3 separate regions of the Gossypium hirsutum genome follow, and regions 1 and 3 are each linked to region 2. A link is a contact called in public Hi-C data. All regions are on one chromosome and are shown on one strand. The core of a region is the stretch at or near the end of the contact, and the rest is flanking DNA. Distances in the headings are between cores, read along the strand shown. Region 1 holds the start of LOC107913117 (oxygen-evolving enhancer protein 1, chloroplastic). Region 2 has its middle 20 kb from the start of LOC121223938. Region 3 holds the start of LOC107957431 (calcium uniporter protein 2, mitochondrial).

Region 1 (3,801 bases), core at 1,060-3,559, 220 kb after region 2:
GATCGCGTTTGATTGTTTGCTGATGTAATGGCTTGCTTTGGTGGCTATTGCTCATTCCTATGGCTTTGAATCCTCCTTTTCGTGTTTAGTAATGGAGGCCTGGTTGAAGTGTAGGTTTTTCCTGAGCAGTTCAACTCGGACTTTAGATTGATCGGCTTTGGGGTGAACTGTGACTCTCGTTCAAGTGTACTAAGATTGTTGAAAGCTTTGGCTCATTTGGAGCTATTGCTCTTGTTGCATGTAAACCTATTGGAAAAACATTTGTTAAGGACCCTTCAGCTGTATCAAGCCCTTTCTCAAGAATCGTAAGAGATTTCATAGCAGCCACACTTGGTTTTGATTTTGCCCAGGCCCTGTTTTCACGATCCACATTGGGGAGAGTTGTACAAGTATTTCATCTTCTAAATGTTTATTAACTACTGGATTATTATCTACTTCTTTAGGGATTTTGAAGAAGATCGTGATGTTGAAGTACTTGAAGCCATGGTTTTACCACCACTTGCACGGAAGAACCAAGGCCGTTTATTGATCATTTACATTCAAACTCCTTAATGAGAGTGAGATTATTTAGTTTCCAGGATTCCCAGTGCTTTGATCAAAAGTAACGGGTTTGTAGTAGAAGCTTAGAAAATTATTATAAGAAGCCAACATAGTAACATACAAAGAAGATAAGGGTTTCTCAGTGGATTACTGCAAAGTTTAGCAACACTTGTTTAAAAATTACAAAACCTCAGCCGAGAATAAACAAATTCATACAAGACTTGTTTATGAATCAAGCTGAGCATACCAGACACCAGTGATCTTGACATCCTTTGGAGTCTTGGCACCCAAGTCAGTGTCAGATGGCTGAAGGCTCTCGAACACACCGATAACTTCACCGGTCTCCGGCTTGCTCTTTGTGACGCTCAAGGTGATTTTCCCTGATGAAGATGCAGCACTCTTGTTGTTCTCCTTGGCTAGCTCTTCCTCATCCCCTCTTCCTCCAGCAGGCAAGGCCACTGCATTATCGTACCCGGTTGAGCCACCCCTCCCCTTTGGGTCCAAGAAAGATGAGCCACGGTAGGATGGTACAAGGAAGTCTCCTCCAAAGCTATCAGGTTTGCCTGATGCAACCAATTGCTTGATGGTGAACAGGAAAGGCACACGCTCACCACCAGGAAGCTGAACTGTGACGGCAGCATAATCAATCCCATCTTTCTCCTCGAATTTGACGGTGCCATCGGTGGATACCTCGAAAGGGCCCTCGATTTCGTCAAGGGTGTAGGTTAAACGGGTCATGAGCTTGGTGTTTTGGAACTCAGGAGGGGCATTCTTGTTAACACCCTCAGCCTTGACAGTGAAGGAAGTGGGCTCCAAGCAGAACTTCTTGGCGTAGTATTTGCCAGGCTTGAAGGCAAAAGAGTCGACACCACCATCGATGGTTGGGCACTGGTTAGCAGTTCCTGTTCCTTTGACTTCCATGTATGTCTTGCTTTGGATTTCATCGTAGGTTAGCCGCTTTGGAACTCCTTCAGCGCTTGCTCCCTTCAAAACAAACCAGTCATTGTAACATATTTGTTCAGATCACGGATCATATATGATCCTTATGTATGCAATCAACGATACTTGGTTCAAATAAAAAATCCAAATGATAAAGTTACAACACCATGCAAGCTCATTAAGAATCCTACCTAAGCTACATAAAAATAAATACAGAAATTTGAAGCAAGTGAGAGGCGAGAAGTAAATACCGAGACAACAAGAGCAGATGTAGCAAGAGCGAAACCAGCGAGCTTGGTAGCATCAACACACGTCTGAGCCAAGTCCTTGAGGTCAGTTTGCAAAGAGCAGGTGAGCCTAGCACCAACAGGCTCCAAACCGAAGGCCTTAGAAACGCTCTGGGAGGACCTGAGCAGCACATTGGTCCTTGATGGTGCAGCAACCTTGATTGGTTGCATCAGGGTAGCTGCAGCTTGAAGTGAGACCGACATTGTTACGAACTATTGGAAAACAAAGAAGAGAGAGTTGTTTTAGTGAGAGCGTAGGGGAAATTTAGGGGCCAATTATGTTGGTGGCAATGGTGAGAGTAAAGATAAGGGGATAGGATATGGGAAGTTCCCATTGGTGGATGAAGGTAATGTGTTTGGTTTCAGGGTATGACACGTGGAGATTTTGTGAAATGGGATAAAAATGGGTGTTAGTCAGAGTGGATGATGTGAGGGACTACAGATTTTCTTAAAGTTAGTTCTGCCATACAAATTCCGGTGGTTGCCCTTCCTCCACTGGGGCCATCATGCTCAGAGAGTACTTTGAGTTGGAAATCATTTGGTTAACATATGCTGTTACTCCCTATATTTTGATACAATTTGAGATTTAGTCTTTGTACTTAAAAAATTTTAAAAATTAAATCTTACTTTTTTTTCTTAAAAATTTCAGTGCAATCATCAAAATCACAAGTACTTTCTGTCAAAATATTTTAATTTTTCGTAAGTATTTTTTTGTCAAATTTTGTTAACTTGAAATTCTAATTAGGTTTTTCTCATATGATTGATAGAAAATAAATATATTAAGTCGACAAATTTTGATAGAAACTACCAACAAAGATAATAATTGAACTAGGATTTTTAAATTGAAAAATTAGAATGATTGATTTTTTTTACATTTTAAGTATAGGGACAAAATTTTAAATCCTACACAAGTACAGGGACCAAATAAATTTCATCAGCTTCTGTCGTGTTTGGGTTCCGACTAGGATGTAAAAAGTGTCCAAAGTAGCAAGCCCAACCCAAACTAGAAGAGAAGTAAAATCATAAAATAATGATAATGGCCCATCCAGGTCTCGAACCTGTGAAATTCGCGTTATTAGCACGACGCTCTAACCAGCTGAGCTAATAGGCCTTGATGGCAAATGAGATTTTATTATATAAATCAAGAGGCTACAGGATTTCGTATAACAGTTCAATAATTCATACACGTGGAAAGACAGATTCGTCATTGACGATTATCAACGAGAATTGACATTGTTTGTGGGAAAACCAGTCTAAAATAACCAACCCCTTTCTTTATTCCTCTGCTTAATTTATTCATATATTAGCCCTATCATTTCTCTTAAGGCAGCACCCTCTGACATCTGGCATGCATCCACAGCATTTATGAAGATTGCTGGTTACCTGCAAAACAAAACTTTAAAGTTGTTTCATATTCATATTCAACCAAAAACATCAAGCTTGGCTTTTTTGTCCCTAGCTCGCTTATCATGATCATCATCTTTCCTTTCGCTTTTTCGAAACAACAGGTTTAAATGTCAACAAATAAAAATACCCATTTTCCCAATATGTTGTAGTTGGGTATTGAAGTAAAGATTAGACGACCTCAAAGAGCAACTAAAACTATGACAAGTAACCTCATACACCAAAAAGTCAAAGAAAAACTATAACCTGAAACTGGGGTTGCAGGTTGCTGATTATTGTTGTTGTTTGTCGCATTAGTTGTGGATGGGATGACAACGCCAGGCCATGATCGGCACATGCAGTGTTTTCCCACATCTATGCTGGCATAGAGGGTGGATAGATGTTTCCCACAACCACCCCAAGTGTACTTTCCACATTGCCTGCAATCCACCCTGTAACACATTCTTTAGGAATTTCTTCGCTGGCAAGATTTTTAAATCTTGTACTGATATTTGATGTTGCTTCACATCTCTTTATCCTTCTCCTTTTTCAGTCTTTATAATGAAACCTTTGCTTTGATGTAATCGAACACATTGTTGCATAATTAGCTAAATAGTAAAATAGAAACTTTGCCTGCTTATCTTCTTGTTTG
Region 2 (3,609 bases), core at 236-2,735:
ATACCCCATTAAGCTCATGACCGATTGCTACATGCTTCATGAACACAAAAATTTTCACATGGGTCTTGTTGCAAGCTTCAAAACCAACCAAAATTCACAACTTTTCAAAGAAAATAACATGAACCTTACCTTATTTGAAGCCTTCTTTTGCCGAATGCCCTAAGCTCAAAGGTTTCTATTTTCTTTCTCAACTCACGGCAAGAAGAAGAAGAAAATGGCCTTGTTATTTTCACCTCAAACATGTTTTTTCATTTATTTCATTAACTTTTATTATATTCTTTCTCCCATAACACACTAACACAACATGTTTCCAACATGTTTCACCCCATAACATTTTGTCCACTCTCATGCTCATGGCCGGCCACTACTAATTAGGGGGGAAATTGACATGCAAGTCCACCCTTTTTATTTCATGCACTAATAGATCCTTATGTTTTGACCTATCACATTTCAAAAGTGTCACACATAAGTCCTATTGACTAAATTCACATGCAATTTACTAAATCAAAGCTTAAAACTTTCACACATTCGTATTCACATATAATAGTCATAAAATATGATGGCTAATTATTTTTATGACTCGATTTTGTGGTCCCGAAACCACTTTTCGACTAGGGTCAAATTAGGGGTGTCACAATAAGTATAATCATAATTGGAAGTGCAAAATACATATCTAAATATCTATTGTCAAAATTAGCTAACACAAAACACGGTTAAATTAATAATTGAAATAATATCCCAACAAGGCCCACACATAGTGATACTTAAGAATAAAATCTAAATTGAGAAGGACCTAAATTTGTAGTTTATTGGTTGGGTATTCATTTATCATAAGAATAACTTGAATTCGAATTATCATTGTACTAAAGAAAATCTAAACTGAGAACTCAAATATAATGTTTACACATGATAAAACTCAAACTTAAAATTTTAAAATTCTCCTTAGTCTGTTAAGTCAATGTCTTACTAGTTTTAACTACATTTATTCATGGCCATGCAGCTAGCCCAACTTGATTTGAATTATAAAAATATAAAAAATATAAAAATGAAAAGATATTATTATTAGTTAACATTAAAACTAGTTTACAACAATGTTGTTTGAATTGAATTGAATTGCGAATCGATCGGAGTATCAGTCTGGAGAGTGACTTTAAATCTATTAGACTACGAACCGATTGAATCGACTAAAAACTGTTTGAATCAGTGGTTGAACTAGCTAAGAACCAAGTATTTTTAAAAATTTTAATTTCTTTTTAATTTTTAATAAATCTTTAATCAAATCGATCGAACCATTGAATCATTCATTTGGTCGATTCAATCACTAATCCGATTTAAAAAAGTTCACATACATAATTTCGCGGGTCCAAAAATAAGCCTAGATTGACTTTTTGTAAAAAAAATTTTGGGCTGCAGTCCAGGTCAACTCTACCCACTCGTGTTGTTTTGTCGCTTTTAAGCCATGGGCCCTTGGCCATAACCTTCGTGTATCCATTTTTTTTCATCAGTGAAGTTATTATAGCCTAATGAAAAGTCATTAATAACCATTTATTTCTGTATAATTGAGAGAAACCCCCGACGTTTAAATTTACAAAAAAAAAAAAAAACAAAACGAAATCAAACCTATTTATTTCGTCATTTATTTATTCATATTTCCTATCAAGACCCGGCCAGGTAAACAGTTTCCTCCATATTTATAAGTGCGAAACCTTAATTTCAGAGTCCTTAACGCCCCATTACCTATGTTAAGATTACCAAATGCAAATTATATAACATCCAAATCCCTTTCAAAAGAAACATCAAGAACAGCTTTATGCTTACCGCAGGATAATAGCATCATAAACAAAATACAGAAATGGAGAGTAGCTTAGGGTGTTTAGATAGCTGTAGCCACTTACAAAACCCTACCAAACTACGCAGAATATGCAGCAATGAAAGGTATCTGATGAGGCAAAAGTACTTAAGAAGTTATCCCTTGACGATGACCACCAATAAGAAGAAAGAGAAAGGAATTGTAGCAAACAAGTGGTGGAAGGAGAAGCAGATTAAGTACAGCCGGATTCATCATTGGAATAATAAGCAAACAGTGGGATCAGAAGAGGTTAAAAAATCTAAACCCAAATTCCCTGGTTCATCCTCTGTCAAAGCCTGCTTCAAAATGTTGCTGGTTTGCGTGGTTAAAGTTGATGTAGTTTGAATGGTGAATCTGGAAACAAGCGGTTTATGAAATTATACATTCATAATAAGTGTTCAGAGTTCTATCCACATCCACCAAAGAGGGAAAAAAAAGTTAAGAAAACTGTAGATTTCCTACAATTTAAGTAGTATAGTTTGATTCTGTATAATCTCCAAGATTTTTTTTTCTTTGTTTTCTGCTTTATCTGGGACCATGTTGAATTCTATAAATGGCGAAGTCACTTTGGCCATCGTGTGGCGATATTAAGGTCTAATGAAGCACCTGAACAACGGTCATCTACTCAAAATCAACTAGGTGAGGTGATCACTATATAATCACTCTCAAACCATGTTCACTAAGATAAGCCCAAGAGGTCCTACAGCTTAGGATCAGTTAAATCTCTCTGAACAAAATTATATCTAATTCAAGGAGAACAGTACCCCCGGGGGCTTATTGGCTTGGGACCTGGGAGTATTAGCCATACCAATTTAGACTACATAATGAAGCATTTGAGTGAAAAAAAAAAACTACATTATCAAACATTTTAATGAAATCTAAATTTTTATTTGTAAAGTAAATTATATGACGCGTGTTTTAATCTTTTTATAAATCAATAAAAATATATCCATGATGCGATTTGAATCAAGAATATTATGTATATAAAATTTATTTATTTATTTATCATTTGAATTAAAATAATTTCTAATTTTCATTTGAAACTCTAATAAGTTATATATTTGTATATCTATATATACTATTTATTAAGTTTTTTTACTAATTTTATCTCATCCATCAACTAGATCCCAACTCAGTTAGAAAATTACTAAAACCCCATTTTATTTGCAAATTAAGTTATATGATATGTGAATGTTTTCATCTTTTTATATTCTTATATATATATATCTTCTAAATACCTTATTTCTACCTAAATATATAATAAAATTTCTAATTTTATTTAGAGAGAATTAAAAAACAAGTTAATAAAGCTAATCGTGAAAACAAATTATCCATGACAGGTTATGTATAAAAAATAATCTCAAGTAGAAAACCCCATTTCAGGGATGTGTAATTGGAAGGGCCATCCATAAGATCCAAAAACAGAAGCTTGAAAATATTAACTGGAGTTGGCCTGTAATACATAAGGCCATGCAAACCCAAACTGTTGGGTTGTAGACTCTTCTTTTTTGTTGAGTTGTAATAGGCAGCCCGATGCCTTGTTGACACTGGAACGGAAAGTGTTGTTAAACTGACATGACAAACTTTAGAGAAACTTTTAAGAAGAAGAAGAAGAAATATATGTTATTGATAAGAATATAGTTTCTGGTACTTTAAAATTAGAAAATAGCCTAATGGTTAATATTGATGATTCTCATTCTATAAGCAAAATGCTTACTCAATTATATATAAAGAGTATCAAATTTATTTAAATTTAAAAT
Region 3 (3,878 bases), core at 87-2,586, 150 kb before region 2:
ATGCAGAAAATATGTATTTTTTAGATGAAAACATTAATCATGGGATTAAATTCTTTTTTATTTTATGTTATCTTTTAAAATAAGTGTTGAATTCAAAAACTTGGCCAATCTAGAATCAAATTTGGTTATGCCAATAATCTATTATCTAATCTAAACCCCAACATTTGAACAACAACAAAAAGGAAAATCTAAGCACCACATCACCTTCCTATATCCTTAAATAAATAACATATATTCATCATTTGATGGATAATGAAAATAATTTGGTCATAGTCTCAATAGTTACCTGCATTTTACCTTTTCACGTTCATTACTATTTTAGTTTCAAATAATATTATTTTGTACATCTAAATTATTATCGTTAGCATTAATCGTTATTAAAAGGACTAAGTTAATATGGAATCCACAATCAAACCAAAAGAATATGGTCGGATTACAAATGCTTGGGAGGATTTGAGTTAGAATTAGTCGTGAGCTATAATTATGTTAAAATGTTCAATAATTAAGGGATTAAAAAGTGAAATAAAAACGATTATTTCAAATTAGTTTTAACCATGAAATCTTATTAATTAACTCGTGAAATGGTTTGACTGTGATACTGTGTTTTTTTTTTTATCTTACGGTCACCAGGTGGCAATCGTTAAATCAACTCCTTGACGAAAATTTTGTCACCCAAAGAAAAATAAAAATAAAATGTTGAGGATTTATCGTGAACGCAAACAACTTTAAAGATTTTGTTTATTACATAAATACCAAAATATATGTGGCGACACGTTTGTGTGAACGTTTATAGTCATCCACCCAACACCAAAAAGGAAACTTGATTTGCTTTCCACTTCTGTCTTCGCTGCCGTCAAACACACAGAAATTTTCCCATGTAATCCAAACCCTTCTATTTACTCTCACCTTCTAGATTTCTTCCGCTAATAATGCTACACGTGTTCAACAAATCAGTATTTATGAATTACAAAATGAAAGTCAACATCAGGAAAGGCGCGAATGATAAATTTTCATATGATCTGACGGTTCAAAAGGTCATTTGTAGTTCAAGCTCAACCCTCCACGTGTAGTGTGATTAGCTCATGCTCTTCGATATTTCCTCTCGTGAAATCGGTTCTCCAATTTCTCGTTCCGATAAATTGAAAAGAATCGCCCCTAACGAGATGATTCTATAAGCATGTTTCGAAAATGTAAGGCAGGGAGTAATCTAAAGTGCGAAGTATGTTTTCAAATCTCTCAAATTCTCGCGTTATTTTCATTTTTTTTTTGTAAATTTCTATTTTTCTGTTTATCTTCCCTCCATTGTTGGACCCTATAAAACGGGCCAAAACCTTCATTGATTGTGCCAACACCAAGCGAGCAAAGCTTTCAAATCTTCTAAACTCTATCCCCCCCCACCCCAGAAAAAAGAAAAAAAAAACAACTTTTTGATAATTAGTTAGCTTCTTTAATTTCTAGCAATGGCGTTTAGGAAAACCTTGGCAGAGAAACTTTTTAATATTTCGAAAATTTCTTCGCAAGCTGTTACTAACTGCCGGATTTCCTCACCGACGGTTCAGAAGCGGATCGCAAGAAAAACGGGGAAAGCAGCAACCGGTATGACGGTGGATCCAGGAGATGCTAAGAGTAACGGCAATGGCATGTTCAGGCGGTTTCTTCATAAAGGATCTATGGCTTCACCGCCGATGAGGAAGTTACCGATGGGGGAGAATTTAATGGAGAGATTAAGGGAAATCGATGTGTCCAGGGATCGCATCCGGTTAGACGGGTTGAGCTCGCACTTGGAGGCGAAATCGGCGGTTTCGGAGCTGCCTGCACTGTCGGTTCAGGAAGCGAAGAAGTTGTTAAAGGTGGCGCAGTTGGAGGTGGTGAAAACGAAGCTGAGAGAGACAGGGAAAATCTGGATTTCTTATTCCGACTTTCTTCGGATTTGCGGAGAAAGTTGTTCGGGTCATGAACAAGGATTGCAGTTCGCGAAATTGCTAGATGAATCAGGAACCGTCATCGTTTTAGGAAACATCGTCGTTTTACGATCGGAACAGGTAGATAAATTTTTTTTCTCTATTTATTATCTCTTGAAAATTTATATTGAAAGCAGATAAGATCTTATTTATGTTTTGGCTTACAGACGATAGCATATATGTATACATTAAAATTACATGCTTAACGTGATGGTGATGAAAAGTAGGTCCCGAATTCAGGAATTCACTTATTAGCATTAGAAGCTACCGAAAACTGAATTTCTGGGTTTCTTTTTCTGCTAATTTCAACAGGAATTTTTTTTTTACGACAGGTCTCTAGAAACGTCTCACATTTGAGATGGTTTCTGAGAATTGAACTGGAGGACCCAAATTTTTTATAAATAAATCCCTTGGATGTTTCTACAGTGTGACCACAAATATCACAACTTTTTTTCACAGTTCATCTCCTAGGCTTTTATAAATAAAGCCCTTGGATGTTTCTACATTTTGTTTTGCATGCATATTCTCCAACTTTTGAGTCTGTGGAGGGTGAGGGGTGATGATGGGAGTTATGTTTTAATTGGCAACGAATTGGGGAAGATGTGTTTGGATGTTTAGATTTGAGGAGATGTACGAAACTATTGAGCCGAAAGGTGGCGTTGCCGAACAAGGAAAATGGTTGGTGGAGGAATAGGGGCTGGAATGGCCTCATATGATAAGGATGGGCTTCAACTTGACCTGACATAAGCATTAGTCACTTTTTATTGTTTACTTGCTTTCATCATCCTTCATAGTCATAATTATTGGTAAGAATGAGTCAATTTTTGTTTCTTTCAAGTTGAGCCAACAGAGATTTCCACTTTGTGACTACAGGTAGCAAAAGCACTTGGTGGTCTAATTCCTTTATCTAGATCAAACCCGAATGATCCCAGAAGAAAAGAACTGGCTGCGTTAGAAAAGGAGAAAGCAATAATCGATTCAAAAGCCGATTCCCTGGTCCGTCGCGAACTCTGGCTTGGCCTGGCATTCATGGTGGTCCAAACAGCCGGGTTCATGAGGCTAACCTTTTGGGAACTCACTTGGGACGTGATGGAACCCATCTGTTTCTACGTCACCTCCATGTATTTCATGGCTGGATATGCATTTTTCCTCAGGACGTCCAAAGAACCTTCTTTTGAAGGGTTTTATAAGAGCAGGTTCAGCACAAAGCAAAGGCAGCTGATCAAGGCATACAATTTTGATATCCAGAGGTATAATGAGCTCAAGGCAATGTTCCCATCCACAGTGGAAGAAGAATTACAGGTCTCATCGGCGGCCTCCTTTGATTATTCTGAAAAGATGCAGATTGGTGCTTTGGACCATTGATGATCCGAAACATGTTAAAAAGCAAAAACAAAAAGATGAATACAAAATAACACAATTTTGTTTTAGGATTAGGCGCGGCTTTCTGTAACATTCTGTTGAAGAGTTTTTCATTTGTTTAAACATATGAAAGATTGGAACTAATAAAAACCTTATCCCCATTGATTTTTAAGCAAATTGCCTGTAAAAAAACAGTGAAATCATCTTTTTTACTATCCACAAACTATCAACTGTTTTTTTTAATCCGATTTTGAGGTGGAAAATATCAGGTTTTTCATTAAACAATATCTTTAATTATTTTTATATTTTTAAAAGTATGTTTTAATATTATAAATAGTTTTAATTATAATTCATTAAATTTATAAAAACATTTAACTTATATTTTAATTTTGTAAGTATTTTTATTACAATTTGTTAATTTTTTTAAGATTATATATCATATATTATGAAAAATTATATACTTATGCCTTTAAAATTAAAATTTATATGTGTTTTTTGGAGTCATAAATTAATTGGATATCAACTTAGTTAGAGAATTATTATAGTAAAAATAAA

Evidence for each region. Hi-C and Micro-C count contacts between places; a contact is called where the count stands out from the background.
Region 1: a Hi-C map of leaf shows a contact between it and region 2, with 4 times the contacts expected there. The contact joins the promoter of LOC107913117 here to the enhancer-like site in region 2. A contact is called at or near these places in 2 of 34 Hi-C or Micro-C datasets (both in leaf).
Region 3: a Hi-C map of leaf shows a contact between it and region 2, with 3 times the contacts expected there. The contact joins the promoter of LOC107957431 here to the enhancer-like site in region 2. A contact is called at or near these places in 2 of 34 Hi-C or Micro-C datasets (both in leaf).

What each region holds. Positions count from the first base shown.
Region 1 is chrD11:23,441,421-23,445,221 of Gossypium_hirsutum_v2.1, forward strand. LOC107913117 (oxygen-evolving enhancer protein 1, chloroplastic) reads right to left here and starts at 2,310. Exons shown (of 2, transcript XM_016841578.2): 1 at 1,731-2,310; 2 at 659-1,524. The coding sequence starts at 1,970. The coding sequence ends at 766. TRNAI-AAU (transfer RNA isoleucine (anticodon AAU)) reads right to left here and starts at 2,877; the gene lies at 2,804-2,877.
Region 2 is chrD11:23,223,401-23,227,009 of Gossypium_hirsutum_v2.1, forward strand. No RefSeq gene overlaps it. Among protein-coding and RNA genes, the nearest start is that of LOC121223938, 20 kb to the left of the region's middle. Within about 2 kb of position 1,486, at least 2 of the 9 cell types and tissues checked have an H3K27ac peak or open chromatin away from gene starts, as enhancers often do. A contact at or near this core is called in leaf, where this site is marked.
Region 3 is chrD11:23,071,541-23,075,418 of Gossypium_hirsutum_v2.1, forward strand. LOC107957431 (calcium uniporter protein 2, mitochondrial) reads left to right here and starts at 1,337. Exons shown (of 2, transcript XM_016892949.2): 1 at 1,337-2,042; 2 at 2,835-3,500. The coding sequence starts at 1,461. The coding sequence ends at 3,326.